3 separate regions of the Mus musculus genome follow, and all the other regions are linked to region 1. Evidence: chromatin contacts called from public promoter capture Hi-C data. All regions are on one chromosome and are shown on one strand. Each heading gives the region's core, a stretch centred on a gene start, on an enhancer-like site or on the middle of the called end of the contact. The rest is flanking DNA. Distances are from core to core; before and after follow the strand shown.

Region 1 (4,709 bases), core at 2,143-4,642:
CTGTCTCCGACTGCTCATAAAATGGTATCCACAGGACAAGCGCCTCCATTCAGAGAGAGGAAGGGAGCCCACATCTGGCATCAGGCCAGGTCAGTCTTAAGGGATGAAGTCATTCTGGCTCCCTCTCTCATGCACCCCAGGTTAAACGCTCCCACCACCCCCTCAATGGGCTCTGGTGCTCCGCCAAAGAAGCCAGGCTAATAAGTCCATTGCTAATAATGTCATACGTCTGGGCAGAGGTTGTGTGGTGGGTCACTCCCTTCCCCCACCCTCCAACATGGCTGCTCCTTTCTAACTCTGGGTTTATCCAGCTGCATATTTCCGGCAGGATCTTTCCCCATAAATTAGTTATTTTTAAGTTCATTAGGAGACGTCCCCCCCAGCCAGACCAGATAAATGTCAGGCTCGGTCCCGACCCACACCGCACCGCAGGCCACACACGCACTCAGCTTGATGAATGCAGGTAGTGGAGTGGCTGAGACCTGGGCAGAAAGGGGAGCCAGCACGCTCGCCCTCAATAGACCAGCCGCAGCTACTCAGCTCTCAGGCTGTGTGTGTGTGTGTGGGGGGGGGGGGCGTGTTGTAACCTCTGACTACAAAGGAATGGCCAGAAAACAGGAAAAGAAAAGGAGGGGGCTAGAGGCCACTATCACACGCAAGCCTGCGCAATTTCTAGACCTCTCTTCTGGAAACAGCTTTCCTCTTGCTGCCTGGGGCTGTTTCCAAGGAGCTGGTGTGCCTGGAGCGCTCAGGCACAGGTAAAGAAAGGGCAAGAAAATGATTAACCAGAGACCAGGGTTGAGAGGAAGAAGAGAGTCCAGAGACGGACCTTTCCAGTATCTCCCAGCTCTGGAGACTGGACACAGCTGGCAGGGCTGTTCATTTCCAGCTGCAGTGTCTCCATTCCACTCAGAGGCCATGACCCTAGAATCCCAAAGTGGCAGAGCCACGGGACGGGATTCTCAGACTAAGCTCTCCCAACCAACCCTGCCTGGACAGCAGCTGTCTCTCTCCCTACCCACCCCTCAGGCAGGCAGGCAGGCGACTGATGGCTTGTGGCTGCTGCAGCTGGAGAGACCTACCCCTGGTTACACCCAGGAGACCCGCCCCAGCCCTCCCTCAGTGAAAGAGAAAATGGCAAGTCTCCTTCTGGGGTGGGCTAAAGAGATGTGTTCAGCTGGAACACAGGTGTGGGAGATGCTTAGAACTGGGTATCCCAAGTGAAGACAACTGGATAGCTTGCCTGGGGGGTGCCAGTGACGAACTCTACTGCTGACTGTAGCCCTAGGAACCATCCTCAACCAGGCCCACAAGGTTACAACAATAACTGGGAAAGGAGGAGTCATAAAAGGTCTTCCAACCCAGTGCTCCACCCAAACCATGGATGGATGGCAGTTTACCTCACCCCATTCACTGTCAACGCTGAAGGCAAGGGAGACAAGCTGGAGGGTTGGACTCTAGGTTTCATGACTACGTGTTGGGAAGACAATGGGACTCTCCTCTCCCTGGGCATGTGGAATGTAGGGAACTTCCCAACTTCTGAAACAGAAACGCCACGTGGGTAGGCAGAAGGCCAGTGGGGGGCACTGTGGTAAGGGGACGCCTTAGGGAAGACCCTCCCCCACCAGGGGCCAGTCCCCTAACCACCTAGATAGAGTCCAGAGCAGAAGAGAAAGCTAAGCTCCACAAACAGGAAGCCACAAGGGCTGCTCAGGAGAAGAGGAGGGGGTGGAGGCCGTTGCCATGGCGTCTGTGTACCAAACATGGGAATGGAGGCAGGGTGGGGGCCCCCCCGGGGCAGGAACACCCACTCCACACAGACTTGGGTGGAGGCTCTAGGCGAAGGGGCAAAAGCGATCCCAGCAATTCTCAGGGTATAGCCAGACTGGGGAAGCAGGGAACGGGGAAGGGGCAGCTCTGGAGGACCTGGAGGGCATATGCAGTTTGTGGGTAGAGAATCAAAGAAGACATACCCTGGGTAGGAAAGACTTTTTTTTTTTTTTTTTTTTTTTTTTTTTTGCTTAAAAAGCCCACACCTGGCAATCTCGAAGGACAAAGCCATGGGGTGAACACTGACTAGGGGCCAATCCCCTGGGGACCAGCATAGACACCAAGGGTGTGCAAGGGGATCGCAAGGACAAAGATTATTTGCGGCTTTGGAACGTTAACACCTTGCTCACCCCTCCTTACCTTGGCCCAAAGCCTGAGGTGTACCCTGAGCTACAGGGAAGAGAAAATGGGAGAAGCTTAGAGATGAGCTATCCCTGACTACTGCTCTAGGGAACAAGGAGACCCGTCCAGCCACTGGTCTCCTACACCGCACCTCCACTTGCCATCACCGCTGCTTTTGCTCCACAGATACCACGTATCCCAGAACCTCTCGGATAGGAACACAGGTAGGCCTGCAGAGCCCAAAAAGGAGGTAATCTACTTCCGGTCCAGCCCCTTCGGCCGTCCCCCCCACCCCCACGGCCACACCCTGCCTGGGCCGTTAATGTGGATGAGTCACCCACCGCCCTCCCGCCACTGGGGTGACGCAGGTCTGGGCAGCCCGCCCGCCCGCCCGCGGCCACCACCGGCTTTCCCAGCAGCAGGGGGCACGGGAGGGGGCAGCGGGTCTCAGGCTAGGGTAAGAGAGTTTGGATAGCAGCCAACCCCTACAGACAGGGCACATCCGAGTGCAGTCAGGGCTGCAGCCCGGAGATGTCCGAGGTCAAAGGCGCTCCAGGAGAAGAAGGGGGTTTCACAGAAGACCAGGCTACTGTGCAAATAACTCCCGGAGACCTGTGACCCCGAGTACCCGGACAAACGAACTAGCAGGAGGGGGGCAAAAGGGCGGTCTCGGGGTCACAGAAGGCAGGCAGTACCCACACGTGCTCCTGGACCAGGAAGTGAAAGGGGCGCGCGGTAAATTCATGGACCGGAGCGCGCGCCAGAACCTAGTTCTTGCGGCCACTCAGCAGCCTGCGGACGTCCGACGCCCTCCTTCCTTCTCCCCCCAAAGAGAACTCAACGCTGGAGCAAACGGCTGGGGCTTGGGACCAGACCTCTTGGGTCGGGACGGACGCCCCGTCTTGTGCACCCGTAAAACTTGCCTTGCTTAACTGCTGAACAATGCAGAGAAGGCTTGGGAACCGGACCTGACAGCACGGGGCGGGGCACCCAGTTGGGACCCCAGCGTCCGCCAGTCTTCAACCCCCACGCTCCCAGAAGCAAGTCTCAAGTGTTGGCTTCTTGCTTTCTACAGACCACACACATAATCCCCAACTCCCACCCCGCTGCCTTGGTCCCTCAGTCCTGCTCACCGTCCAAGAGGGCTGGATGAGAGCGCACGCACGACAGGGGCTGCAGCGGCGAGTGGAGCTCAAGACCCGGCCGGGCTTGGAGTTTTCTGGGGGGTCCCGCCTCAGACGGGGCGGACCAGGGGCGGGGCAAGGGCCAAGAGGGTTTAAAGGCGCCGCCGCGTGGAATGCTGGAGCGCTTAAGATAGGTGGTCAGTAGGCAGGAATGAGCCGTAAAGGACCTGCGGAGTCCTTGGCGCCGCTGCAAAAGGTCTCCGCCCAGGGGATCCTCAACCTGCATTCACCAGCCATAGACTTGTATCCTAATAGGAAACTTTCTGCCTAGACTAGCTAGCTCAGGATCGCAGGCCTGTTTCTATGAGAAGCCTACTATTACAAAAAGGCCGGCCTTTTGTAAATTCAGGTCCAGGAAGCGCCTTCCTACAGGATAGAGTAAGGAGTAATAGGTCTGGTGCTTACAGGCTGGGACAGCACCCCCACGTGGTTCTGCTTGCCATTTAACTTCAAGCCCGGGCAAAAAAAAAAAAAGAACAGTGAGGTCACTCCTTGCCCGGGGCCTTGAGGGTGTGGTAGGGCTTGGGACCTGGGATTCAGACCCAGTTCTCTCTCTCCCTTCCATCTCCCATTTAATAAATTGACATTTCTTCTTAGATCTTGGAGGGTTGGAGGCGGGGGCTTAGTGGAGGAAGTTGGCAGGCACTTTTCTACCCCTTAAGAGTGAAGAGCAATAGTTGAGGGGTGTCCAGAACACCTACTTTTTCAGGCTGTAGTTAGCGGAGTTCCCCATTTAAAACCCACCAGTGTTTTTCTTTCTTCACGTTATGGAGTCCCCCGTTGAGCCTGATATTTAAAAGAACAGCAGCCAGTTCCACCCTGACCTTTGACTTCTCTATTCCCCAAAGTCCCGCTCAGACCCACAGAATGTCAAGTTTCAGTCCCCTGTGCCTTTAGGGTGTTCCTCTGCCCGAAAGTGGGTTTCCTTCACTGCCCCGTCACCTGCTCTGCCTGTTACCTGCTTGTGTGGCTTCTGGTCAATTACAAAAGCACCTTTGGCTTTAGTTGCCGTGCCCAGTCTACAAAATAAACTCCGGGCGGTGGACGGGACATGGAAAGAACTCTGAGCAGTCTCCTGTGAGTGTCCCAGGAATCCCCACATGTTTTAAGTATTTACTAAATATTGACTCAAACTGAACTCTTTGTGCCAATGTGATAACCAGCTTACAGCTTTATCACAGTGCGTAGTTGGCCTCAGTGACTAGCGAGAACTCCCCAAGGACAAAGGCATTATCCCAGTGATTTCTCTATTTTCTCATGGCTTCTGGCCTAACAGCAGATCTCTACTAGGCACTCAACAACTTTTTTCTTGAATGACTGTTGAATGTGTCCCATTCAGAACCCTCTCTGTAC
Region 2 (4,591 bases), core at 170-2,669, 1.1 Mb after region 1:
AAAAGGGGAAGGAGGTGTCTGGGGACACAAGGGCGGGGCCAAGAGCAGGAAATGAGCTGGGAACCACCACCACCCTCCCTTCACTGCAGGCAACCAGAGAAGGGGGACAAAGAGGAAATGACAGATTGGGGTGGGGTGGAGTGGAGGGGGGCAGAATTGTGCCCCCTTTTTTTGTTAAGTTGCTCTGCGTGCTGAAAACAAGCTGGGCAGTGTAGTCGGGTCGGCACTGATCAATTTCAGAACAAATTAAGGCCTGGTTCTGAGTGGTGACTGCATGTCCTACACAGTGATGAGCTCCCAGGCCCACTGCAGAGGGAGCTCCAGACTGGGTGCACACCCCTCTTTATTGTAGTTTCCACTCCCCACTTCAAACCAGGGCTGAAGCAGTCTGGTTCACTTTTCCCGCATTCCCGGTGCAGTCTACCATCAACGGGTTTCTTCTTTGCAAGCAATTTAAAGAAGAGTGTCACTCCTCCCTGCTGCCCCCACTCCTGTGGCCCAGCAAAGGTGCAGAAGGGCTAGGTCCTTGTCCCTTGGTGCTGTTCTCCAGTTAGAATGCCTTCCTCTCCCCTCCGCAAGTTCTATCCTCAGACTCGCTGGGCCCTTTCTTACCTGTATCTCCACTTAGTGTTCCACCAACTATCCCTTCAGCCATTCTTCTGGCATCCGACCTCCATTCCCTCCACCCTGTCCCCAGTCTCCATTCTCTCATCTGATTCATCCACCTCTCCAGATTTTCCAAATCTCATCCCCCACCCCACCCCGGGACACATTCCCTCGGCATTCCCATCCTCGAGTTCTCAGCTACCCGGTCCCTAACTACCGCAGAAGGGCACCTCTCCATCTTCTTCTCTGAGCCACATTTCCTGTCTTGCCTTTGCCTAGATCTCAGGTGTGGTGATCCTGGGCCACTGCCCGTTCCCTAAGAGCTCATTCTGCCCAACGGAGAAGACAAGGTTGGCGTCTGCATGGCAATCCAGCCACCCAGCTGCCCCGTTCCAATTGACCTCCTTACCTTCCTGGCCCGAGTGCTGTAGATGCTCACGTAGGTCACACCCAAACACCCGTTCCTTAGAGCTGCCCTTCTTCTTTCCTTTCTGCCGAGACTTCATGACCAGGGCCCCCCGGGATCTCTGTCCCCCAAGACCTTTGACCTACCAGTCCCCCATGGAATCCCAGTCAGTAGTTGGGCTTGGCCCAGCCCCAGGGGGGGCAGGGCTCCAAACTGGAGGTGGAGGGTGGCCTGGGCAAGGGACAGCAGCGCTTGCCTCTGGGGGGCCCCTGGGGCCACACGGAAGTAGATATGGAAGAGGAAGCTACCAGAACCCTGGCATGAAGCTGTGTCTCGTGGCCAAGCTGAGCGCTAGCCCTTCTCGTCCTGTGCAGCTCGAGGGGGAGCAGGAAGCTGTGCAGCTCCTCAAACCCGCTTCCTGTTAGAGCATCTTTGCAACCACAGGCCTCGGGTGGGGGAGGTAGCTGGCATTCACATCCTCATCATTGCTGGGACTCCATTCATTGGTCACAGCAGAAGGTGATGTCAGAATCTCGGGGTGGAGTAAGGGTGCCTGGGGTGTGAGCAGGTGGCTGCCATTTCTAGAGACCGAAATCTCTAGGTGGGACAGAGACCCGAGGCTTTGCCTGTGAGCACGGCAGGAAAGGACCACGAAGAACATACCCAGGGTGGGGGATTCTTTGATGACCCTGCCATCTTGGTCAGGTCACATTACTTCACTGAGCCTCCAGTCGCTGTACATTTGAAAATGAGGACACAGACCAGGTGACTTTGAGTTTCAGTTTCTTTGTCTGTCAAAGGGTACACGGCTGACCACCCCACACAGCTGCTGGAAGTTTCCAGTACAGTCAGATTAGAACCACTTTAGAAACTAAGGCACTGGCTTCCCCAAAAGGAGGTTATGTCCACACGGCCCTACCTGAGGGCTCTCAGAAATGGTTACAATGTCTTTTGAAAGCCACTTGCTCCTTTCTTAGCTGTATCTGGGCCCTTTCCCTGGGAGGGAATCACATAGAGACTCAGTCCATAGCACTTGTGACTTACCCAGTTCAAGGGGCAAGACAGGAATCAGACAAAAAAAGGTTTTATCTGTTTATTTAAAAACAGAATATCATTTTATGTACAAATATACATATATTTACATGAAATATACATACTAAGACCCCAGATCCTTGGGGTCCATAAGTCCTGGGCTGCTTGGGAATGAAATGAGAGTTTCTCCTTTAGACCAGCAGATTTCAGGCCACACAAGGGTTGGATACTAAATCCCAGTATTCTGACTGCGTAAGTTTGGGCAGGCTAAAGAAAAACAAACATCTTACCCCAGGCTCCACACATACAAAGTGCCAGAGAGCCCCGGATTAATGACTCAGAAACCCCTGGGGAAGGGCCTGTTCTCACCCTCACCCACAACACCCCTTTCTCTTCACCTGAACTTCCACCTTCCCCGCGACCTACCCTCTGCCCTCAACACAACTGAACCAGGAGTCCTTGACAACAAGTCCCAACGCCGTGAAGGTACAAACCACTGTAGACACAGCGAGGACAAGATTCGAGGGGCCATGGGAGCCAAGCCCCCCCATCCCTAGTCTCTTATCCAGTGTTCAGACCTCATACCCCAGGTTCCAGACTCCTCCAGCTGTCAGCCCCCTCCCCAGAACCTCTGTGGGTGAAGGCATCCTAGGAAGAGAACTTTCCAGAACCACAGGCACTAATCCCTGCCGTGGTCTGCTAGACAGTTTGGTTGAATGCCTATGTGGCCTGGCCTGGCTTAAACAAGCCCAGTAAAGAACATGCACACACATCAATAAAGTTTCTTCTTTCTTTCTTTCTCTGCTTTTAAAGTTTCTTTTTCTCTTATTAAGGGAGTCTAAGCAGAACTCAGGAAGCTAGCTCCCTTGGAGTTTAATTTACAGAAGGTACGTACATGCAGCAGGCCCACAGGCCACCAGAGGGCAGAGGGCTTCTGTAACAGTTCTGGCCTCTGGCAGACCCCCGCGGTGTCTGCTTCTCACTTGCTCCCAAGGGGTGGGAACACAGCTCCCCCACTTTGGAGGTCAGATTCTAGCTCCAGCTGTGCCCGCACACCTGGATCTGGCCACAGTCTCCACCTCTCGCTTCTAACCTCTGCATCGCTAATACTGCTCTGGGGTCTGAGGAAAATCCCTGCCTCTGCAGGCAGAGGTCACACATAAGGCACTCTACTCACACACCACACCCTAGGAATGCTCTGCACACAGCCACAAATCCAGTAGCACACAGATCATTCACTTGGACTCTTAACGTGACAGCACGGACACACACACACACACACACACACACACACACACACACACACACACACACACAGAGGATGACCTACACACAATGGTGGGAGGCACTCAACCAGTGGAGCTCTCCTGATGAACAGAAGGATTGGAGGTCAAAGTAGAGCAGTCAGTAGGGTGGGAAGTATCTTCCTAAAGAAATGCAGGCATTTAAGGGGGTTTCCCCTAAGAAGAGCCGAAGTTCCCCCATGGAAGCAGAAGAAGCCAGGCCTCGGGGAGGGAGGCAGGCCTGGGTCAGACCAGGTGCCCTCGCCCGTTGATGTAGATACCATTGCCTGTAGGTTTGGCCCTCAGGGTCCCATTTTCCTGCACAAAATGGTTCATGGCCTGTTTGATGCCTTCATCCTGATCGTCGTCCTCCTCTGTCCTCCCAGAGCCTGGAGATAGCAGTTCGGTCTGTGTCTCGATCTCTCTCACTGTGGTTAACGTGGAGTAGCTGCGGCCTTCTGGCTCTTCACTCTGGAGACCATGGGCAGAAGAGAGGTCAGGAATCAAGACCAAACAGGCAGGCACAGCAGGGCAGGGCTGGGTTGTGATAGGGTCAGAGGTCAGGTGAAGCAAGGGTAATGGTAGTTCCAGAGGCATAGGGGCTTGGAAACTTGGGGGCCGGGGAGGGCAAGAACAATTGTTACATGTAAGGATGGGGTACAGAGAACAAAGGCATAGCAGAAATGGGGGAGGGGTTCGCATGTGAGCCAGGGATGCGATGGGGGACTGGGTGGGGGCTGCTGTCACACCACATCTGGGGCCAGGAGAGGGGCCTGAGGAGAGTGTTGGGACACCGGTGGGGCCGGGGGGGCCTCACCATCACAGAGCAGCTACTGTTGTCCTTGAGACTATCAGGGTGGCCCTCCGCTCTCAGCCCTACACTCTCCTCCGGCTGCAGGGCCCAGACATAGGGGAGGAGTTAGAAAAGAGCTCAGTCTCCTCCCCTCAGCCTCCTCACCTCTCTTCTCCCCTAGCAGTCTCCTCCCTGATCACCTTTCCCCCCCACCCATGGCTCCATGTCCGACACAAGCATCCTTCATCCCTCACTCCCGAAACCCACCCTGGCACCAGCACCGGTGGTGAATTCCTAAAGCAGCCCCCCCAACCCAGTGCTAAGAAGGTCTTGCAAGCAGGAGTGCAAGAGTAGCCCCAGAGCATCTACCCGCCCCCACCTCCCACCCCCAGCCAGTATCCCAGCCTCAGCCCAGCCTCAGTAAGCAGCCAGACCTGGTGTATCTACAGAGGAGTCCAAACTCAAGCAACC
Region 3 (4,840 bases), core at 940-3,439, 1.2 Mb after region 1:
TAGCAGTACATGTACAGATCCAGCAGAAATGTCAGGAAAAGTTATTCCTTTACAGATGCACATAACAAAATTAAAATAATTATGTCACAGCAATTGTAAAACCAATTTCAAACCACTGTTCCCTGACCACATCACTGTGACTGCACGCGCACACACACACACACACACACACACACACACACACACACACACACACACTAAAATAAATAAACACAGATATAAATTTTATTTACCTTAGGAGATCTTTAGTGAAGCATTACAAAGATGTGTTAGCTACATCTAATATCTTTATAAAGAGCTGTGTGGCATGCTAGTAAGATTCAAAACCTCTAGACTTGGTGGTGTGCCTGTAATACCAGTACTTGGGACATGGAGACCTGGGAGTCAGGAATTCAGATACATGAGACCTGTCTCAAAAACCAAAGCAACACTGAGAATGAAAGGAAGAAACTAAGAACATACTATCAAACAACATAGGGGAGAGAGGACAAGAACACTCTATTAGCCAAGCAGGGTACAGAACATCTTTAACCCCAGCACTCCAATTGCAAGGGGCCTTTGGATCCTGTGAGTTCAAGGGCAGCCTGGTCTACACAGAGAATTCTAGGACATCCAGGAGTACACAGACCTTGTCTCAAAAGAAAAACAAATAATCTACCAAACAACACAGGGAAATCATCTGGGATGGAAAAACCCAACATCATTTATTTGTAGCTCAGCCTGTGATGACAGACACTCACCATCAGGTCTGGTTGATGTAATAATGGGGATCCAACTCCATTTCTGTGCATTCTAGGCAAGAATTCTAACACTACACTACGTCCTCAGCCCTTAAAACTATATTTGAGTGTTTGTTTTTTCACCTAGAGGACTGGAGATACAGCTCAAGATTTAAGCGCACTTGCTACTCTTGCAGAGGATCAGTCTTCAGTTCTCAGCACCCACATGGAAGTCATGTCTGTAACTCTGGTTCCAGGGCATCTGTTGCCCTTTACATGCCTCTACTGGCACTGCATGCACATGGTACCTTACATACATGCTGGTAAAACACTCACATGACATACAAATATATAAATTTAAATTGAAGTTGAAGGGGCACACATGCCACGGCATAGGTATGTAAGTCAGAGGACAGCATGTCTTGTTTTTCTTTCTTTCTTTCCTTCTTTCTCTTTTTTTGGGTAGGGGGTTGTTTTGGTTTTGAGGGGTTTTTTGTTTGTTTGTTTTTTGGGATTTTTTTGTTTTTGTTTTTGTTTTGAGACAGGGCTTCTCTGTGTAGCCCTAGCTGTTCTGGAACTCACTCTGTAGACCAGGCTGGCTCTCAAACTCAGAGATCTGCCAGCCCTCTGTCTCCTGAGGGCTGAGATTAAAGATGTGTGACACCACCATCTTGGAATTTGTTCTCTTTGTAGACTCAAACTCACCAAGGTTAAAACTCTAGAGTCCTCTGCCTCCCAAATGCTGGGATCGAAAGTGTGCAATCACAGCAGCTGTGGCATATGGAGTTTGTTCGTTTTAAATTGAGTTGCAGCAATCTTCTGATCTTGACCCCTAAGCTCTGGGATAACACATGTGGGCCACCAAGCTTATTGAGGTTTCTTGGTTTCAAACGAATTTAGAAATTACCCAACCAGCACTTGGGAGACAGAGGCAGGCAGATCTGTGAGTCGGAGGCCAGCCTGGTCTAATAAAAAAACAACAAATTACCAGATGACTTGCCATAGGCTTAGAATAGGCATTCAGTGACTGTTAGTCATTTGGGTGAATTCATCTAAGAAGAAATCGTTTCTATATACTTAATATATAGCACACAAAAGATATTCAGTAACTCTTTGGAAAAAAAAGTTTTATCTTTAGGATGGTTTTAAAACCTAAACAGATTAATTTTGAAGTAAGCAATAGCTCCGGGCCATTTTGTATGTGTTAGAGGCAAGTCTGTGGTATATAGGACCCAATGTCCTTTAAAAAACAAACAAGCTTACATACTTCCTAATTCAGTTGTGTTAATTATTCAGGACAGGGATGGAAAGTAAGGAAGTCACTCTGGAGAACAAAGACGTTAAATTGCGCATCTTAGGAGATAGGACTTTGAAGACAGTCTAGAAAAACCTGAAATTCAAACAACTTTGCTGGTTTGGGAAGGTCTTGAGTTTTTCCCAAGATTGCTTCTGAGCATGAACGGAAGTCGTTCTCTGAGCAGGCTCCGGTGATTTAATGATAGGTGGACAGAGTAGCCCGCCTCCATTCTGTTCTTCCGGACGCTCACACCCGTAGGTCAATTTTATTTCCTTACAATAAATAAATAAAAATCGAATGCATTCAGGGTCCGCTTTAAAGCCATCCAACGCCTCCTCTTCCCACAGTAAAGATGGCGACGCCGTGAGTAAGTGACAAGCAACTGCACTTCCGCAGTTTTCCTGCTCCCTGGTCCAAGATGGCGGACGAGGCCACTCGGCGGGTCGTGTCTGAGATCCCGGTGCTGAAGACCAACGCCGGACCCCGAGATCGGGAATTGTGGGTGCAGCGACTAAAGGAGGAATATCAGTCCCTGATCCGGGTCAGTTTTACTCCTGTGCTTGACCGCGTAGCAGAGGGGTGGCGAGTAACCAGGTGTCCCCGGGAATTGGCTCCGGGTGGAAGCCGCTTCCGGTTTTAAAGTTTAAATTCTAAATTCATATAAATGCGATTGTTTGGGGGGCTGGGGGCGTTACGGGTGGCCGGAGGGAGGATGCAGAAGAGATTCCGGCTAGGAGCACAGTAGGGCTAGACTTTGAAGGAAAAAACAGCAGTATTCCGGGAAGGTGACGTGTCCCTCTCGCACCAGGTGCTTGCTCTGCTGGCTGTGGTAGGGGGTCAAAGTACTTCTTAGCGCCTGAAGAAGTGTCTGTGCATCACTGCTCTTTCATTCTTCATGATGAAATGGATGGAATTAATGTCAGGACTGAAAACCTAAAGTGTTTAGAGGTAGAGAGAGAGATGTTTTTAGTTATAAATTAGCCATCCTTTCAGCTAATTCCTGTTATGGGAAGAGAAAGATTGCCCTCCTTTTGGTGCTTTCTATCTGCTTCAAAACCCAGTAGATCGCTTGCAGTATATGTGGCCTCACTGAGAAACTGGCGAGTGCTTGCGTAGCATGCAAGATGTCCTTGGGTTCCATCTCTGGCACCTCATAAATTGATGAGGCTCATATGTTCTCTGTACCCAGGATGTGGAGCCAGGATTGGAAGCTCGGGTCGTTTTTTAGACTGCATAATGAATTCAAAGCCAGTCTGGACTATAGGAGACCCTGCCTCAAACCACAACAATAAAACATATTATTGTGTTACTAGTATCTATTGAGAGTATATAAAACCGAATAAGAATGGCCCTACTGAGGTTGACAGAAACAGTATTAAACTGTGTTTAAGTGGAGAGACAGAGACATAACTAGGGTATTTTGAGAACATGGGGAGGAAGGAGTAAGGTGTAGCGAGGATTCTGGAATTTTGGTTTCTTTAAAACAGAAGCATAAGAATATGTTTTTGTTTTAATCCCAGGTGTGGGGATGTGGCACAGGTTCAAAGCAGCTGACTATGATTTGCCTTGTTCTCGAGCAGAGGCCTGGTTTTGCCAGCTGCAGATGGTTTCTGGGATTGCATGACAATTGGAATTCTGGGAAATGTTCAGAAAGTATATAAATACTAGAGCTCTGCCAGCATTTGCAGGTTGTTGGTTACTCAGGGCGTTGGCTGTGATTTGTTAGTAGTCTTGTTTAAAGAAACAAGAGGGAACTTAGGTATGCCTCCCCTTCTCACTCCATTTTCTTTCTTGCCTATCTAGTGATAGGGGATGAAGCTGGGGAATAAAGGGTGGAGAAAACAAGAAACCATAAAGTAGCTAAAACACCAGCCATGATAAGGCTTCTTAGAAGTGGTAAAACTTGAATTAAAACTTAAAAGTATAAATACAGGGCCAGAGAGAGATGGCTCAGTTTGTAAAGCACCTTCTGCAAAACCTAAACAAACCTTAGTTTGATCCATGAAACCCACAGTAGAGGACAACTGGCTCTTCAGGTTGTCCTTTAAATACCACAGGCAACACCTTGGCGTACACCACACACACACACACACACACACACACACACACACACACACACACACACACACATTTGCATATGAAACCTAAGGTAGGGGCTGGAGAGATGGCTCAGCGGTTAAGAGCACTGACTGCTCTTCCAAAGGTCCCGAGTTCAATTCCCAGGAACCACATGGTGGCTCCCAGCCATCCGTAAAGAGATCTGACACCCCCGTCTTGTGTGTCTAAAGATAGCTACAGTGTACTTACCTATAATAATAAATCTTAAAAATAAAAATAAAACCTAAGGTAGGAAAAGGATGTTCAAGATGTAAGGACAAGAGTGAAGAAATGGCTCCCTCTGCCCTTGTAGAGGACCTGGTTTGGTTCCCAGCGCTTACATGACTGCTCACAACCATCCATAAACTCCAGGTTCAGGGGTTCGGATTCCCTCTTCTAGTCAGCATGAGCAGAGCAAAGGATGCCAGCTAGGAACAGCATGGTGTAAGCAGAAAGCTTCCGGGATGCTGAGGTAGGAAGAGTGAAGCTAGCTTGGACAGTTTCAAAGCCTTCTTGAGTTGTGTCTTAACATTTTACCGCTGTGAAGAGACACCTTGACCAAGGCAACTCTTAAAAGGACAACATTTAATTGAGGTTGGCTTGCAGGTTCAGTCCATTATCATCAAGTAAGGAGCATGGCAGCATCTAGGCAGGCATGGTGCAGGAGGAGCTGAGAGTTCTAGACCTTCATCTGAAGGCTGCTAGCAGAATACTCACTTCCAGGCAA

What was found. Promoter capture Hi-C pulls out the DNA fragments that hold promoters and counts their contacts. Capture Hi-C pulls out chosen DNA fragments and counts their contacts.
Region 2: a contact with region 1 is called in a promoter capture Hi-C map of adipose tissue, with 2.3 times the contacts expected there. The contact joins the promoter of Arhgap30 here to the promoter of Tagln2 in region 1. A contact is called at or near these places in 1 of 39 promoter capture datasets (embryonic stem cells) and 1 of 9 other capture datasets (adipose tissue).
Region 3: a contact with region 1 is called in a promoter capture Hi-C map of cranial neural crest. The contact joins the promoter of Ufc1 here to the promoter of Tagln2 in region 1. A contact is called at or near these places in 2 of 39 promoter capture datasets (cranial neural crest and pre-B cells).

What each region holds. Positions count from the first base shown.
Region 1 is chr1:172,498,929-172,503,637 of GRCm38.p6, reverse strand. Tagln2 (transgelin 2) reads right to left here and starts at 3,392. Exons shown (of 5, transcript NM_178598.2): 1 at 3,306-3,392.
Region 2 is chr1:171,385,788-171,390,378 of GRCm38.p6, reverse strand. Arhgap30 (Rho GTPase activating protein 30) reads right to left here and starts at 1,419. Exons shown (of 12, transcript NM_001005508.2): 1 at 1,016-1,419. The coding sequence starts at 1,112. Nectin4 (nectin cell adhesion molecule 4) reads right to left here. Exons shown (of 9, transcript NM_027893.3): 8 at 4,145-4,219; 9 at 2,092-3,798. The coding sequence ends at 3,574.
Region 3 is chr1:171,292,351-171,297,190 of GRCm38.p6, reverse strand. Ufc1 (ubiquitin-fold modifier conjugating enzyme 1) reads left to right here and starts at 2,189. Exons shown (of 7, transcript NM_025388.3): 1 at 2,189-2,270; 2 at 2,364-2,557. The coding sequence starts at 2,435.